Regions from separate parts of the Zea mays genome. Here region 1 is linked to region 2. The links are chromatin contacts, called in public Hi-C maps. All regions are on one chromosome and are shown on one strand. Each heading gives the region's core, a stretch centred on a gene start, on an enhancer-like site or on the middle of the called end of the contact. The rest is flanking DNA. Distances are from core to core; before and after follow the strand shown. Region 1 has its middle 26 kb from the start of LOC103650276. Region 2 holds the start of LOC100285855 (protein YIF1A).

The links. Hi-C and Micro-C count contacts between places; a contact is called where the count stands out from the background.
Region 1: a Hi-C map of leaf shows a contact between it and region 2, with 5 times the contacts expected there. The contact joins the enhancer-like site here to the promoter of LOC100285855 in region 2. A contact is called at or near these places in 4 of 25 Hi-C or Micro-C datasets (bundle sheath, ear, leaf and 1 more).

Annotation. Positions count from the first base shown.
Region 1 is chr3:110,643,532-110,648,719 of Zm-B73-REFERENCE-NAM-5.0, reverse strand. No RefSeq gene overlaps it. Among protein-coding and RNA genes, the nearest start is that of LOC103650276, 26 kb to the left of the region's middle. Within about 2 kb of position 1,624, at least 2 of the 20 cell types and tissues checked have an H3K27ac peak or open chromatin away from gene starts, as enhancers often do. A contact at or near this core is called in leaf, where this site is marked.
Region 2 is chr3:110,296,509-110,302,014 of Zm-B73-REFERENCE-NAM-5.0, reverse strand. It overlaps LOC100285855 (protein YIF1A), which reads left to right and starts at 2,474. Exons shown (of 5, transcript NM_001158745.2): 1 at 2,474-2,634; 2 at 4,323-4,495; 3 at 4,576-4,674; 4 at 4,772-4,923; 5 at 5,007-5,506. The coding sequence starts at 4,325. The coding sequence ends at 5,388.

The DNA of each region.
Region 1 (5,188 bases), core at 375-2,874, 350 kb before region 2:
CTTCACAAGTTAAGTACTTTTCCTGAATCTAGATTTGCCTAATCTAGAGCATTCACTTGTCCTACACTAGCTTCATTTTAACAACTTTAGTTTCACTTGTTATCTACGATGAAGGTCGAAGATCCAGTTGTCATATCCGAGAAGTTCGGCGATCCGAATCGATTAATACCCAGCTGGGGATCTCCAGCCACACGACATATGTAGCACTTAACCCTTGCATATGTCAACTTGCCACCGGGTTTCTCAAGACCAGAACGGGTTCACGCGACCCGAGAGCACAGTACCCCACCATCCAGCCACTTGCCAGGTGGGCACACGTTACTCTCGCCATCTCTCCACTCCCAGTGCGTGCGAGCTATTCTGGTATTGGTCCGACTGAGGCTAAGCTTACCCATGATGAGGCATGTGTCCAGTTAAAGGGTCCTAGATCAGCAAGCCAACAATTGAAACGGTCCTTAATCGACAGAGACGGGCGACCTTTCCTGCTCAACGTCTTGTCTCATCTTATTATTTTCCTTCCCAAAACTATGTACTTGACAGAGGTACTATACTTGAATGATGAATTCATCACTGCAGATGATGCTCTCACCATTACAAGTCCTTTTTCATAAAACAAACCCATACCCAGTGTTACACAACATTCTTTCCTTCTTTTAAACAGAAACAAGTTTTAATTCTCTAGGCAGGGCTAAGCCTCATTAGTTCTCTTTATAAAACTGGTAGCAAGGAGGATAATCAAATTCCAAGGAATGGTAATGCATCAATTGTTTCATCACTCAACTCCTATCACCTAATGCAGCATATAAGTGATAAAAGTTTTAAAACAACAAGGAGGTGGCAAATGCACCGGTGCTTGCCTTGGTGATGAGGAGAGTCGTGTTCTTCTACCAGGATATTACAGTTAGCAGCAAATCCAAATGGGGCACCTTCTGGAGGACCTTCACTGACAACCTCAGTTGGAGAAGGTACCGATGGAGGAATAGGCTCCCCTTCCACTTCCACTTCAAATTCTTCTTCAAGGTGCTCTACAAGTCAATTCGATGTACATGAATGCTTATGTAATGATATGCTATACAAACTCTCGCTTGGGGAGAGGTAGAAAATTTTAAATACTTTCAACTAAGCATACAGTGATTATACACATGGTTCTAGGTTTCTTAGCAGTGGCCCAAACTTATCAAATTAAACTTACTTCAAACAATTAGAGAACTAAATAGATTAAAGTTTACTAAACTAGTTTCTGGTTCTCTAAGTGAATTAAACTTAAACAGACTCAAATTTCTACCAGGAGCTATTGTAAGGGTATATAATGTTTCTGCAAATTTTCATAATTTTTGGTGTGCTGGTTTTATTTCTAAAATTCATTTAGGCATTCCAGAGGCATTTTTAATTACCCAAAAAATTAATTATTGCTGCAAAAATCCTAAAACTGCTCCCAGCAGAAACTACAGAATTTTGCAGATTCAATAAAATTGGTTTCACAATTTTTCATTTTTCTACATTGTTTTGTGCATTTTACAAGTTGGCAGCTAAAAGAAAAAGACAAAATTCTAAGAGCGATTGGGCTGAAATCAACCGCTCGGCCCACAAACACAGGGGAAACCGGCCCCGCGCTGGAATTTTTGCGCAAACCCCCTCTCCTTTCGCTCTTTCCCAAAAGCTCAGCCCCGACCCAGCTCCGGCGAGCAATAGGTCGAGCACCTAGTTTCGTGCTTCGGGCTCGCCACCGGAGACCATCTTCGGCGAGACCGAGCACACAAACATGATCTCCGAGACAAAAAGCACCTTCTTTCCTCAACTAATTAGACTAAGACACTTTAAATCGGCTCTGGCCTCGACGATGGCGGATAGCTGAACTCCGGCGAGGTCGGGCACGCTCCCATAACGCAGTAGCGTTCAATCCGATGCCACGACTAGCATCAAAAATACATCTAACATGTGATTCTTACACTGATTGGTTTGGGAAACACTGGCTTCGCTGGTCGACGCGGACATGCCTGACAATAGCATTCACCAAAGATTCTATAGCATTCTGAGCACTAGACCACAAGAAACTTTAAACGGCCCGGCCAGAGAGCTTCACAAATACTTAATGGCTATAGAACACAAATAGCGTAAAAGAGATTTACCCTTGAAGCAGTTGGCCGCGGTGAATGGGTGAAAAGGCTCGGCGTGGTCACCACGTCCAAGGCAACCCACGAGATAGGACTTAGACACCCATGATGATGCTTAGTGGAGAGTTTGAATGGCCATAGAACACCAGTTATTCAGTTTTAAATGACCAGAATCGAAGTAATGGGAGAGAGGCAGGAATGGTTTCGGACCCAATACTTCAAGCAAGACATAGTGTGTACGACGGGGTTCACTGAAAGCCGGTTAAGGAGGGCTCTGGAATTCCAACAGAGACAGGGTTATGGCACGTGGTTGCACTGCTATCTTCCACCCAGGATCCATGAATAGAGGGACACCGTATGGTGGTTTAATGTGGCTTTGACACCAAATCACAAGTAGCTGCGTCACCACCTTCTAGATAGGTTTCAAGTCTGCCACATTTCCTCCCCTTAGGCAGTAAAAATATCCAATGTGACCCCCCTTTTACCAGAACGAAATTCTTGTTGTTTTGCACTTATTCAAAGTCATCTGGAACAGCTAGTGGATGCAGATCTTTTTCCTGAGATATTTTCAGACTGCCTGATCTAGTTCAGTCGACAGCAGCAGCCACCTTGTCCCGTCCGTTTCTCCAATTTCTTTATAACGACAGAGCTACCTCTCCACATCAAACTTATTCCCTAAACATTGGTCTTTTAATTTGTTGTAGACTTCCAGAGTCAATACCTTACAGGTTTCGAGTTATAGATCTCCAAAGTAAGGCAGATCACACAGAAACCACATTTCAGTTTTCTGAAACTGAACCCAGAAATTGCAGACTGTCAAGGCAACTTTAAGGGTACTTAACTATTTATTTTATATGGTACAAAGTTAATCATTGTTAAGTAAACTTGTACACCAATATGTACTCTTCAACTTTTCTATAAAGATCCCAGTCCAAAACTGTCCAGAACAGTCACCATATAGCTCCAAAGTTAAACCAAACACTAGAATTCAGATCTGTTCACTCTTCCTTATCTGAAAAATTACAGACGTATGACAGCCCATCTTTAGGGGTCAGTAATTCCACTTTTTATGTAGCACTGAGTCCATCTCCCTTCAACAAAGTTGCACATTCATAGATCCTCTACCATTTTGATATAATGGTCCTAAGCTAAAACCCACTGGACTGAATAATAAAAGGGCTTCAAAGTTGGCTTAGGCATAAAAGTTCAGAACCCAGAATTATCACTAAGTCTGAAAATTCAGATTTGAGGATAGGACCTTTGGGTCAAGTTCTCTAACAGTTCCATATGGATTTAGGGCTTCAACACTTAATAAAAGTTGTTCTCCTATAGCTACTCTACAATTTTACTATAGCCATCTTTTGCTAAAAGCCCACAGATTTTAAAAAATACAGGGGTCCAAAATAGATAAACCAAACTGTTTTTAGTTGAACCAAAACTGTATTAAATCTGAAATCTGCAAATTACTCTAAATTTCTCATCAAAACTTGAAAATCTCAACACCTGAAAATTGTTTGGTTTTGGAAACTCTACAACTTTGGTATTTTGATTTTTGGCAAATTATGGCTAGATCTCAGATTTCACTTTTGAGCTCAAAACTGGAGTTTTTCAAACTAGGTTTTCCACTCTCTATCTCTCATCACTTTACTTGCAAATCCTCCAATGTGAAAGTTACTTGGTTTGTGGTGCTCTTTTACTTTGCTATTTGCACTTTGGTCCAAAAGTGCCTAGAATTTACATTTACCCACTAGGGTTTTAATTAGGGTTTGAGTTCTCTAGTGTTTTTGTGCCACTAAAGTCCATCAAATGTGATACCTCGTGAACATTTCTCATGGCTTATGACATGATTACTTATTTGGACTTCACTTGCATGCAATACCCCTAACTCAGGGTTAAGTTCCCTACCCTAGGGTTTATTACACACCAATCCTATCATCACAACTTGTTTGAAAATTTTACCTAGTGAATGCACTCTAGGTGTGACAAACACATGATATGTTAATGCACATGATGTTATGTTCAAATTTTAGTGCCAGTAACACCAGGGGTGTTTGTCGGTGTTTTGGGTTCGACCGCACACCCGGGGTTGCCCCTCAAGGTGTTTTTAGGAGTAGGACGGTGTCGCCGACTGTAGCAAAATGGTTCGTGCCAGATGCACGGGGGACAATAGACAATGTTTACAGGTTCGGGCCGCTTGGAGATGCGTAACACCCTACGTCCTGGTGAGTATGCTTGGTGAATGAGGTTACAAGGGAGCTCTCTAAATTGAGAACGCAGAGAGTTGAGGTGGGTGGCTGAGTAATAGGTCGATCGTTCTGAAGGGGTGCCCCCTAGGCCTTATATACTCGACCGTGGGGTAATACACGTGGATATGATAACAATGTGCAGCTAAAAGATAGTGAACTGTATGAGTTTATCTCCCTGTAGTTCTGCCGACCTATCCCCGCATGGCTCCGTTGCATGGGGGCTCCAGCGCGGGAAAGTCGGATCTCTATTGTGGTCGCTCGCTCGACGTTGTGGGCCGTCCGGGCTAGCATCAATCCGGCCTCATGTTGATCTGCTTTGCTGATTGTCCCTCCCCAGGCCCACGAAAGAATGACCTTACGATTTATTGGGCCCTTGGGCCTTTCGTGAGGTCTTTTACTCTTTTAGTGGACCCGGGGGATATCTGTCCCCCACAAGCCCCCGATCTTTGGGTTAATTTAGAGGTAATCAGCCCAAAGATCTCAGGTCCAGCTTGCAGGCGATTTGAAGAAAACGACTTCTTACTGTCTCCTCCTGCTTTGATCACTCGTAAACCGAAGCTTCGTTTCGTGCTTGTGCCTTAGAGGTCGGCATTTTGTTTTGTAGGACCCTGAACTTCATTGGGTGCACCGGAGGTGCACCCAATGGGTGTAGCCCCGAGCTTCGAGTAGATTTTAGAAATAATCTACTCGAAGGTCTTCACCAGAAATTATTTCCATTTTTACTCCTTCGTTTTGATTGAGGGCCAACCTTGTTTTTAATCTTGTCCCGTGCCTTAGAAATCGACACTATCTTGGCTTGGAATGATGATCCATGGGGTGCACCGAAGG
Region 2 (5,506 bases), core at 1,225-3,724:
CTTCGAGGGACGAAGGTCCTTAATGATTAACAATTGTGTTGCCTTGTTCTTAACTCACAGCATTTGAGAACAAGTGGCCAACAACCGCCCCATGAGGGACGTCGCCAACAAGGGCTGCTTTGCCCTTCTTTTCAGCGAGAAGGGCCTCCTTCGCTGCGTCGCCGATGGAGGTGGTAGGCTTCGAAGTTGCCTTCTTGGGAGCCATCGCAGGAATGGTTTTTCAGAGCTCGAACTGTGGGCGCCAAATGTTTGATGCTTAACAACACGATGGATTAAAGCAACAATGTTTTTCAGCCTGTCCCATTAGGGTAAAGTGCGGGGTATTTATAGGTAACCAAGAGATAGTCTCACCCTCGTAAATACAGTTATGCTCCCGGTTACCTGCATTATCCCTAGAATATGCCCCCTCAAGGGTTATTACAGGTCATTACAGTGTAGTTAAGTACAACCCGGATTGATACACCATCAATCCTACCTAGACTGAGGCTTACACGTGGGGTCAGGCGATCCAGGATGTCAGCCTCACGGGCCCGCTTTAATAACATGCGTGGGTAATGATTGCAGCCTTCGTCTTAAGGCGTCGGGCCTTCGGGAGCCGGCAAGGCCTTCACCTATCCTAGTTGATCCCTCCGTCCCAAGGCCTTTGCTTGGTTGAAGTAGACTTCGCTCTCCCTCTGTTGTAACTTGTGCTATTCACATCATGAATGTGCCAAGCAAGGGGGGTGGGTGACCTTCGCTCCAACACTCACCTTATATGCCTGTCAGGAGTGGCCCTAGCGCGAGCGCTCCAGCCAGGAGCGGCCCCGGCGTGGGCAGCCCCTACGCGGGCGCACGACTCTGTCGAGGGCACGGCCCGCCGCGGGCTCGGTTGGCCACGGCGCCCCAACGTCTTCCTCCGACTTGGGCTCTGCTAGTGCTCACCCTACCCCCACCAGCCCGCCGGTGTGGCGCCGCTCGCCACTGGCCAGTCCCGAGGGCCATTAGGCCCACTCATAGGAGGAGGGAGGCGCGCGGCGGTGGCTGGTGAAGATTAGGTGTCCGCATGGTTCGTCCTCGACTGCACGAGGAGGTTGTCCACGATGGGCCACGATGATCCCTGCGACATCTGACTCCAGTGGTGATGGGGAATAGCGGCACCGAACTGGTGAGACAATGGCTGGAGGAGGTGTCGGAGGCGCCAACTCGATGTCCATGGGCACCGACGACTCTGTGTCTCCAGTCGGCACCGACGGTGACGGGAGCAAGATGGGGAGGCCACACTCGACCTCCGGGAGCAGTACAACCACCATCCAACAGTGGGCCACACAGAACTGCACATTGTGCACTTGGACACGACTTGGAGCGGTTGCAGCTACAGGCGATGCTTGGCCGGTGGTGTACGCCTCCAACAATGCATCGTCGATGACACGAAGAACTTCGCGTAGACGACGAATACGAAGAGGAACGGTAGGCATCGTACCTTTCTGTCGTTCTAGAGCTCGAGGCCTCCAACCTTCTTCTTTCTCGTGTGAGCGTTCACTTTGCCTTTTCCCTCTATTCTCGCGAGTATGTTGATAACGCGTTGTAATATGGATTGCAAACAAGACGAAGAGAATGTAAATGACAAAACTATTTCTTTATTAAGGGATATAGTTTTTTTATATACAAAGTAAATGGTGTTTGTGAATAGACAACTGTTCACTGTTGTAACTGCTCGAGATAATCATTTTCAAAAAAAGAAGAAGAAAGAGACCCACGCCACGGCTAGACATGGCAATGGGTACCCGCGACCCGATACCCGATGGGTATTTACTCCATTAGGGTATGTATGTGGGCTAAATATTTTACCCGTAGGTCTGTTATTGGGCAAAAATCTTCACCTAATGGGTAAACGGGTATTAGAACGTTCCACCTTCACCCATACCCGTTAACCCGTGGGTATAAAATAACCAATATAAACTTATCCCAAGCATGAACTTGGACTTTAGTCATCCATCTTTTTTACTATTTAACAACCTTTTAGGCCATAATGTCATAGAAGGTTTAACGACTATTTAATGACCATGTAATGGAAAATGTAATGTGCTATGTAGTACTGTCCTAGTGTTATTACTTTATGTAATTATCTTTGGTGTGTTGAATGGATGGTTAAATGATGCTAAAAATTTTGTAATGGTATTTAGATGGATATACTTGACATTTGTATATATAATATTTTAATAGATGTTTAATTTTTTTGGTACATGTGACCCAATGTGTGACCCATACCTACATAGGTATGGGTACGGGGATAAATCAATACCAACGAGTGTATATGGGTAATTTAATGGAGTTATTTTTTTGTTATGGCTATGAATATGAGGTAGTAATACCGGAGAGCCGGAGGGAGGACATGGCTGGCGGCCCGCACCGAAGCAAATAAAAAAAAAAGAAAAAAAGAAAGAAAAAGTACCCGGGGCCCATAAAATAACTTTCCCGTCAATCGCGTGGACCTACCGACACCAGGAGGCGGAAGGAAAGAGGAACCCGCACAGTGGACGGACCTGTAGGCTCCCGAAAATCTCCCCGAGTCCGACGAGTCTCCGGCGGCCGCCCCCCTCTCCCTCTCGGATCTCTCCCTCTCTCCGCTCGCCGCGCCTCCATCGGTCCACTCAGGTATCTCGCGTCGATCCCGATTCCCAGCTCGCTCAATTGGACCCGAATCTCTCGCTCCGCTTCTCTGCGTTCGTTCGTGGTGCCCCGCGAAACCGCCAATCCCGCGGTTCTGTTAGGTTATTCTCCTCGCTCGCTCGCTCGCTCTTCAGCGCGGGGAAACCGACCGGTCTCGGTGCAACCCACGGGCTCTGGAACAGGCCCAATCGAGGTGCGGGCGCAGCTTGTCTTTGCACATGAACAGCTGATTTGGCTCTGTTTGGATGCATGGAATCTCTTCTTTGGTTACCATTTCCATGGTTTTGGAGCGGCAGCGTGGATCGTTTGGATCGAACATTAGCTGGAACTGAAACTATAGTCTTTTTGGGGTTTTAGAAAAAAATATAAACTCTAACATGTACTTTTTTTTTCCTGAATGGCTATGAATACTATAAAACTGTAGCTTCTTACCTGTTCATGTTTTTGATATATTTTTTACCGTACAATTTGGAACATGGGGAAGTGCCTAGTATTGATGTAGCTATTGAAGCAATCCAAGGAAAATTAGCAGAAATTTGCTGCTTTAATAATCGTAGAGGGGCGAATAATTTTTTTTGTATATCTGTCTATGTAGCAATAATTCTGTGTGCTCTATCAACAGACCTAATAAGGCATTTCGATTTTTATTACACGTATCGCTTCTTGTTCGCCTCCTCCAGCTAAATAGAATAGAAAGACCAAACAATAGTTTGCTATTTCTCTGCCTCTACAGAAATCAACATCAGTAGGGTGTGCAGTCAAACTATTAGCTGAACATATGCGTAAGTGTTTCTGCTTCGTTACATCTCAACAAGGATGGTTGATTTCCTTGTAGTTAAGGATAAATGGAATGCACAAGCGATGCTAGGATTAGAACATGATCTTGACTGCTATGAACCCCCCCCCCCCCCCCCCCTTTTTTACAAAAAAGGTCAACGGTTACGAGTACATTGGTTGGACTCTGTAACTGGAATTTGACTCCAGTTGATTAAATATTTTTTGTTTATACTTCCGGGAGATGATCTGTCAAATTCTCAGTTATGTTTACAGTTTGTCGATAAATTCTCTTCCAGATGTAGTGTAGAATGTAGGATAATTCCATTATAGTTTTGCATCCATTTTTTTAATCTGATGTTGAAGTTTGGTGCATGAAATTATTTTTATGATGATATGCTTGGGATTCTACGGTCGATGAGTAAGATAAGAGACTTCAACCAAGTTAAGTGCATTAAGGATGAATGGAAGCACCTTTTGGTGAAGGAGAATCGGATCAGAAATAGATGGCGAGACAGTAAAAGTAGGGTGTAAAGGATATAATATACCCAAAGATTTAGCTTTGAATATAAGTGCATGGAAAACAGTTATCCACGTGCCTGAATCTTGACTTGTTGTTTTTGTTGAGTTTTAACTCTAGCTTGCCTCAACTTGCTTGTAACTAAAATGTTTTATTGTTGTTGTGTATGTGCCTGGGGATTAATGAAAACTATAGAAGAACTTTCTGCCTTATCAGTGACCTAAATAGCTCCCGTATATTTAACCATGATTTATGTAACATCATGCTAATGTTTTGTTATTCTCATTTAGTCGTCTGCAAATATGTCAACTCTCTGTTATGAATTGTCATACTATCATTTTGGTCTAACCTCTTTTATACCTCTGCTTCTTCACTGCAGCCATGTATAGTAATTACGGGAATCCTTCGGGGATGCAGATGCCCCCGCAAAACTCTCAACCTGTCCAGTTTGATAATCCATTATACGGTGCAAGCTCGGGCCTAATCAGATCTGGGATAGGAGTATATGGGGAGAAGTTTTTGGGTTCTAGTTCAGAATTCATGCAAAGCAACGTACGGATCCTCCAACAGAACTTGTACTTTATTTCTGCTGTTTGCATGCATTCTCTAAATTATTGGTTCGATTCTTGCAGATCAATAGATACTTCTCCAACCCGCAGTATTACTTCCATGTGAATGATCAATATGTCCGTAACAAGTTGAAAGTTATACTGTTCCCGTTCTTTCACAGGGTATATCATAGTATTTCCTAATACCATTGAAATACAAGTCTGGTTGTTTAATCCCAGTGTACTGAGATAAACCGGTGTTTCTTCAATATCTTTGCAGGGGCACTGGACTCGAATAAGTGAGCCGGTCGGTGGCCGCTTGTCCTACAAACCTCCAATCTATGACATAAACGCACCAGATCTGTACATCCCTTTCATGGCATTTGGAAGCTTCATCATCCTTTCAGGGTTTACATTGGGTTTCATGGGAAAGTGAGTTGTCGGCAGTTATCCTTCAGCCTCCCAAAATGCTTCTGACCAATGCCTATAATTGACTGTACATGACACTTGTGCAGGTTTACTCCAGCAGCTATAAATCTGCAGTTTACAAGGGCGCTCATCGGCTGGGGCTTCCAGCTCATGGTCCTGAAAGGTCTGCTCTACTCGATGGGTGGTGGCGAGGTGCCACTGCTCGACTTGGTAGCGTACGGCGGTTATTTATTCGCCGGGCTATCGCTCGCCGTCGTCGCGAGGCTCGTGTGGGCGTACTCGTACTATGTGATGATGCCGTGGATGAGCCTGTGCATGGGGGTGTTCCTGGTGAGGACGATGAAGAGGGTGCTCTTCACGGAGATGAGAAGCAGCGAGAGGCACTCGTCGCGGCAGCACTACTTCCTTCTCTTCATGGCAATCGCACAGTTCCCCCTGTTCTTCTGGCTCGGCAGCATAGGTGCATGATACAGTTTTGTGTACTTTTCGCAGCATTAACGTTGCAAAAATGATATTGAAGTGTTTAGATGTGTTGTAAAGAAAAAAACAATTGGACAATGGTCTCAACAGCTTAGAGGTTGGCAGC